Linked DNA regions of Muntiacus reevesi: region 1 is linked to region 2. The links are chromatin contacts, called in public Hi-C maps. All regions are on one chromosome and are shown on one strand. Each heading gives the region's core, a stretch centred on a gene start, on an enhancer-like site or on the middle of the called end of the contact. The rest is flanking DNA. Distances are from core to core; before and after follow the strand shown.

Region 1 (3,604 bases), core at 469-2,968, 260 kb after region 2:
TGAAGGTCCCAATCAGATATGGCAGTTTCAATTTCAGTACACACCTAGTTGCAGCATCAACTGAGGACCCAGCCCCTTCTGACTCTGACTGAAAAAAATCAATCCTTTCAGCCCCTGGATGAAACTTGGTGGTCCCCAAGCCCAGGCCTCCAGGAAGCCTTGTGTGATTTCAATCAACAGCAAACCCTGGATCTCTTCTTCTTCTCTTTCCTGGCCACTGGAGAAATCCTGTACTGTAAGCTGGGAGAGGAAAGGGAAAGAGGAAATGCTCTTTCCAAATGCTCCTTGCCATAGAGCATCTTCACAGCCTGACTCACAGGCAGTCACAAGCCTGGCGGGTGATACAGGAGAGAGGATGGAGAAGAAGCACAATAATAACGGGGATACATGGTTTATGGGAATACATTTGAGAGTGAAATGGGGGGAAGGAGGGAGATGTACAGCAGACTAGAAAAGGTGCACTTATAGGGTGATATTGAGACAGTAAAAAAGAGGGAAGTGAAAGGAACAATGAAGGAAAGAAGAACACTAAGGGAGTGTGTATGTCTGTGGATTAAAATGACGTCTAGGTTTCCAATGGTGTTTCCAGGCTCCTGATTCACACCTCATCCTCTCTGCTCATTTAGCTCCCCAGGATAGGTGCTTTGCACATATCCTTGCCTCATCCAAAAGCTGCCCTTCATTTCCTCCAAGGACAGGGTTGCTCTCCTCCCCTAGCGACCTTGATGTAGAGGTACAGCCTGATGGGGACCATGGAATGGCCCCACCCCCACTCTTCACCCCTTGTCTCTGGTAGTCACCTAGGCGGTGTCACATGGGCAGTGGACTTGCCCCTCTGTTGCTGCCTCAAATCACTGAGTCCAGGCCCTAGCCCGCCGAATCCCATCTTCAGCACCAGGGACAGCGATCAGAGCGGCTGTCTGGACACTCCCTTTCTCCCCTTCCCTGGCATCCCTATTTTTGGGGGAGCCTGCCCTGCTGAACTAGGCAGGTACTGGGGGTAGAAATGGGGACAGAGGGGACAGCTCGGTTTCTCCTTTAGGCTGACCCTGAGTTTCGGAACATGACGAAATTTCCCAGATCCCCAGCAAGCAGAACTGGAGGAGACAACAGTCCCTAATTTCAGTATTCCCCTTGGTCCTGGTGGGGTGTCCGGTTTTTGAAATGGGAAACCCAGGTCTCTGGTGTCCGCTTGTCCCTTCCAGCTCCCCTAGCCTGAAAAGTCACCGAGAACCTCCGGCTGGGGATCCTTCACCCAAGGATTAGGTTGGGGGAAGTGACTCTGTCGGCCCACCAAGGGACCCCTGGGCCGGAAATGAAGTGTCCGTGGAGGGTGGGGCAGGCCCGGCTCCCGTGTCGCGGCCTTGGGGGTGGAAGCTGTGTCCCCTGCCCACCCTGCCGGACCCCGAGTACCGGAAGTCGCTGTACGGGTGGATGATCCAGGCCCCCGCTGACTTGACCCGCTCCTGCTCGATTTCCACTGCTTTGTGGCTGCCGAACACGCGAAGGGAGAACTTGTTGACCGTGGGCTGGAGCAGGGTCCCGAGCTGCCTCCTCTTGGTCTCGGGCCCGGGCCTGGACCCAGGGATCGGACCCGAGGCTGTGGTTGTAGATGCCGGGGCAGCAGGAGGCGCAGCCTCCAGCCCAGGGGTCGCCCCGTCGTTGGCCCCAGTCGTTGGCCGCTGCTCCGCCTCCATGACGCCCGTCAGCTTACACGTTTGGCCTCCTAGACCCTGCTGCGGCCATTCGGGACCCCTCGACCCCTCCCGGAGTCGGAGCGGGAGCAGCCGGCTGGCTCGGAGCGGAGGCGTAGTCGGCTGGGAACTGCCAGAGCGCCGGGCGGAGGGGGTGTGTGCGACAGACTCCGAGGGCGGCGGGCGGGTCGCGCTGCGCCCCCTGGCGACAGCCGAGCGGAGGCTGGGCAGGGCGGGCGGAGGCGGGGTCGACCGAGAGCCATCTCGGAAAGAGGTGGGACCAATGTAGTCCGTAACCCGAGGGACACTGAAGCAGGCGTGGCTTAGCCACTGTGGGCCGTCCTCCAAGTATAGGAAGAGAAGGTGGGGAAACGCTGCCAAAGCCAACAGAGAGGGCGTGGTCTAGGGCTGAAGGGCTTTTATCCACTGAGCGCCAGGGAGGCGGAGCCGCCCGCAAGTGGCGGGAAAACCGGACGCTGGTTGTAGCTCGTGAGGCTTGGGAGGGCGAGGAACTGGGAACCATTGGAAGAGATGGGGAATGGCTTTTGAGCTTCCTCTTATCCACTCTGCCTTACGGACTTCCTGCATTTCACTTTTTTTCCCCTCTCAACACTCTCCTAGGCATACTCATTTCCTCTGACGTCTTGATATTACTCCCTCTAGTATTTCATTTCCAAACTCATCTGCCGGCCCCTCACCAAGAACTCTGCCAGTCACTGCGTGGACGCTGAGGATACAAGGATGAACACAAAGTCCTGTCCATAAAGCCAGCGCTTGTCTATGCTTTCAGGCTGGACAGGTAAATTATAGTGCTATGTGATGGAAAGGGCTGTAAATTCTCTTTTGAGGGGCGGGGTGCTGTGCTAGGCAGCTTGCAGGATCTTGGTTTCCTGACCAGGGATTGAACTTGGGCCTTTGGCAGTGAAGGTGCAGAGTCCTAACCACTGATTTGGCAGGGAATTCCCTAAAAGTTATTAAATATCTCAAATTCTTCCCCTTATTTCCACTTCTTGTCACTGCCTTATTTCAAGTGCTCAGAATTTGTTCACCTAGATTATTTCAGATGCCTCTTAAGGGGTCTCTAAACTCTCTCGGGGCAATTAGTTTCCCACAGTCTGCCAGAGTTACCTTCCTAAATCCAAATGTAGCTTTATCACTTGCTTAATGTCCTTCAACGTCCCCATCTTCTATGGGATTACAGTTAAACTCCTTAGAATGACATCAAGGCCCTGTAAAATCTGGACCTAGTTTTAACAACCTCTCTTCTGATAGTTCCTCTCTTGAAAGCCAGGACTCCAATTCTGTTTAAATGCTTTGTTCTGCTTTGTCTCTAGACCTTTGTATTTTCTCTGCCTGGTCTTCTCCAATTCACTTTTCAACAGTTGGTTCAGATGTCATCTCCTCTAGGAAACCTAGATTTGCATTTATAACTCTTTTCAAGCTAGGGTCTAGTCTACAGCTTTCCTACAGTGACCAGGGCACCACTGTTCATAACATCTCTTGTCACAAGGCTGCCATTATTTTATGGAAGAGAAGGTCTTTCTCTTCCATTAGACTATGGAGCTCTGAAACAGGAGCCTTACACCTGACACAATGCTAAACACAAAGTGGACACTTAGTAAATGGTTGTTGAATGAAAAAGGGAAAGTGTTCATGGAAGAGGAAGTGAACTACACTTCCTCCTCACCTCTTCATTACCCTTCCTCATCTGTTTTAGGAACTTTTTCTAAACTATTTCTGGCCAACTGATGTAAGCTCCATCTGATTATCTTCCATCCTGGCTCCCCTCTGATATTTCTTTACTTGAATATAGTTATCCTCAGGTTATTCTTTTCATTTCCCTTATTATTACTCAATTCCTTCTATAGCGTCTTTAACTCACCTAGTTTTTCTCAACGCCTCCTTCTTTT
Region 2 (3,640 bases), core at 963-3,462:
AGGTCATTTTATTGAGCACTTAAATATATTTTAGTCTCTGGTAGGCACCCAGGGCATACATAAAAGAATTGAATACTATCTTATCTGTCTATACTTAATGGGCAATTCATGAAGTGCAGTTACCAGAAGTTAGTTAAAGGCAGAGACTATAAGTAACTCTCTTTATATACAAGTGTAGTGGAATTGTATTGGAAGTGTTTTTTCTTTGTAGCATATGCAATTATGTTGCTAAAGAGAAATTTGCTGTGAAGGCAATGTGATATAGTGAAAAAAGTTACTTTTTTTAAGAGCCAGGCAAACTAAAGTCTAAAGATAGTTATCTGACTTTTTTGAGCCTCCAGGCGTCTCATCTGTAAAATGGGGATAATATGATCTATTTCAAAGTGTTGTTTATTTTAAGAATTAAACAGGAACACAAGTTCTCCTGGCATAGTATTTCACAATCGTTAATTTTCTTTCCCTTCTAATATTTTAAGTATCTAAAATTCATTTCAATATTTCCATGACTTGCTTTACACTAAACTACCAAAGAATATAAAAGAAATGTTAGATATAGTCCCTGACAACAAATTTAAAATGCTTTTAGTAAGCAACACACTTGTGTACATGGCACAATTAAAAAAGATCAACAGCTCCTAAACAGCTCCCTGAAAAAGTTGGGACTTAAGGTTACGAAAAGCAAATACAGAGTGAGGTAACTGAGGCGAATTTCCCTTTAAAAACAAAACAAAACAAAACAAAGCAAGCAAACAAAACCAGACCCATATATTGAAATATGGTAAGGAGGAAATTCAGGAGTGTCTAACTTTAGAGCTTGAATGGCCTTTGAGATTAATGTAGTACAGTGATTTTCAAACTGTTTCCAGATCTCTAGAAGTCCACAGATGTGAAAGAAAAGGGAAACCTAACTGGATCCCTTGCCTCATGTATTCAGCTTTGCCTACAAGGTGAAACAAAAGATTACTAGAAGAGAGCTTTGGAATTATCTGTGACTTTTAATAGTCCATATTTCTTTTGAATTCAATCAAGAAAAAGTAAATGTTCATGCAGAGTTTTGAGACACAAGTATCAACAACTATAGAAATCTGATAGACCTAGATTTGCATTGTTTTACTAACGATTTGGAAGAATAGGACACAAACTACCAATTACATCCACAAACCTTATCAACATCACCGTGAACGATAACATAACACTGCACTTTCCCTGTACCTAGGAGTTAATTAGACTCTACACATATTATTTCATAGCACATCAACCCTGAAGGCAGATTAGGGGCTCATTAATTCCTATGTTCAATTTTTCGTTTCTTGTTGATAAAGAACTAAGAAAAATAATTTTCTGAAGGACACACAAGACACGGCAGATAAGAGTCCAGACCTGAACTTGATATATATGGAATCCTTATTCTCTAACCAGGCTGCCTAATGGGGTTGAAAACATTTCATCCATTCATCATCCATCCACGAGAAATGCGTAAAAATGCACAAAAAACATCATCGCATATAAACAGTAGGGTGAAATTCGAGAAATTTAAGCTGGGTTTAAAAAAAAGAAGAAAAAGTCGACCACTGAGTGGGTTCTTTCCTGGGTTCTAGGTCCGCAACACTAGAGCCCAAAGGGAAGCCCCCTAAGGACGGTCGCCGGCCCTACTGGTCTCACTCCCTACCTCATGAAGGTTCGGAGTCCCGCTCCTTTCCCTCATGGGTACAACCCCCGTGCCGGTCCATTTCCTCACCGAGTCACAAACCAGCGCTCCCCGCCCGGCAAACTGCAGACACTGTCAAGCGCTGTGTCCACGCCGCGCGTCCCGCAGCGGAGAAGCAAGCTCGAGTCGTGAGGCAGGAAGCTGCTCAATGCGCAGCCGCCGCGGCCTCCAACCACCCGCCAGCGGAGGGGCGCTAGGCCTCCCCCGACCCGCTCTCCGCGGCCAGGGCAAGGCCAGACAAGGAAGCCGCGGCGCCGCCAGCGAGGTAAATAGCCACAGGCTTCTCTCCGTCACTCGCGGTAATTCGTGTCCTAACGGCAAGCTCTGCCCACTTCGCCTGTCGTTTTCTCCCCCGCTCCTGCAGCCGACGGGAATGGAACAGTCCCGCGGGGGGGATTGTGGGAGGCGCACGCGTGAGGGGTGGAGGGTATGTCGGGGGGGCCGGAGGAGGAGGAGGCCGCGGCGGCCGTGGCGGCGGTTGGTGGCAGTGGGGGCGGGGAAGGGGGGGAGGAGAGGAGAGGAGGTGGAGGAGGAGGCTTGGGCTCGCGCTGCTGAAGGTACGCGTGAGGGCCCGCGCCAGAGCTGGCTTGACAGGGGCCGAGGGGAAGGGGAGGACTGTGCCAGAAGGCGCCCCAGAGGGAGTGCGTACTGGCTGGCGGGCGCGCAAGGCGGCCGAAGGCGGTGGTTGGTGGGAGCAGCGAGCGACGAGCCCAGATACACTCTGGCGCGTGCGGGCGGGCGTGCGCGCTCCGCCGCCCGAGTCGGGTGAGGGGGGAGGACGAAGGGGGAAAACGCGAGGAGGGAGGAGTGGGAGGTGGGGGGGCACGAGGCGCCCTTCGCTCCCTCCCTCCCAAGGAGCTGCCGCCGCCGCCGCTCTGCCGCCGCCGCTCCCGCCGCCATTTTGGGTTCGCTTTGCGGAGGGGGAGAAGATCCCCGTCTCGGTTGCGGGACCCGCCTCCCCTCAGTTTCCCCCGCTTAGCCCCACGCCTTTCCCCTCTCCTCTCTCGCATTTCCGTCAGTCAGCTCACCCGCTGGCCGCCTCCTGACAAGCGGGAGGGATCCGCTGTGGACCAAGGGAAGCGGAGGAGCCTGGTGGCGGCCGCCCCCTCTTCCCCACTTCCCTGCACTCTCATCTCTCTCGGCCTCGGCCTCTGACACGGTGAGTAGAACCGTCTGGGGAGGCCTTTGGGCCTAAGTACTTCCTCAGCGACTCAGTCCTTGGCTTCCTGGGAGCTACTGTCATCTCCCGGACCTGGACCTCCGGGAGAGCGGTGGTAAGGATGGGGGAGGGGAGAGCAGGGAAGGGGATCCTGAGCTTACCGGGAAGTCCCTTCTGGCGGGGGTGAAGGGGTGTCCCTGACAGGCGGGCTCCTGCCTTGGGGGAGGGGGCGGGAAAGTAAGCGAGTGGAGGCGGAGTCGGCTGTGCCCCTGACAGGTTAGTTAGTGTCTTGTGGAGGAAGGATTGGAGCATCCCCCATAGTCCTGTTTGTTTCGTTTAAGGGATAAAAGTGGCAGGAGGGAAGATTTTCCGTACGGTCAGATCTGTGGTGTCTCTGACATGCTGAACTGCAGGTAGGGACGACAGATTGATCTCAGTTTCGTAAGTTTAATAAATGTTACTCGTTGCTTTGGGCATTGAAAGACATGTTTTTGGTCTAGAAGACAGATGGTCTGTTGGTGTATAGCGGCTGTGTTTGTGTGAGTATACAAGGAAGGAAAGTGTTCCGGAAGAGTTTGCTTGTATTTTTACAAGTGTAATGGAGTTCCCCATATACCAGCTTATTTTTAAAATAAAGCTTGGGATGTTCCTTGCTGGTTGATATGTTTGTGTATTTTAGGGTTTGGGATTGCCTTAATACAAGCAAAGAAAAGTCATGGCAGTATTTTGGGAATATAGCATGTAAGTGGTGGGGTCAGGAATAGGAGAAACTT

What was found. Hi-C and Micro-C count contacts between places; a contact is called where the count stands out from the background.
Region 1: a contact with region 2 is called in a Hi-C map of blood, with 3 times the contacts expected there. The contact joins the promoter of HCN3 here to the promoter of ASH1L in region 2. A contact is called at or near these places in 2 of 3 Hi-C or Micro-C datasets (blood and muscle).

Annotation. Positions count from the first base shown.
Region 1 is chr1:78,188,180-78,191,783 of mMunRee1.1, forward strand. HCN3 (hyperpolarization activated cyclic nucleotide gated potassium channel 3) reads right to left here and starts at 1,719. Exons shown (of 7, transcript XM_065902683.1): 1 at 1,414-1,719. The coding sequence starts at 1,697.
Region 2 is chr1:77,923,365-77,927,004 of mMunRee1.1, forward strand. It overlaps ASH1L (ASH1 like histone lysine methyltransferase), which reads left to right and starts at 2,213. Exons shown (of 28, transcript XM_065902482.1): 1 at 2,213-2,265. DAP3 (death associated protein 3) reads right to left here and starts at 1,821. Exons shown (of 14, transcript XR_010658628.1): 1 at 1,670-1,821.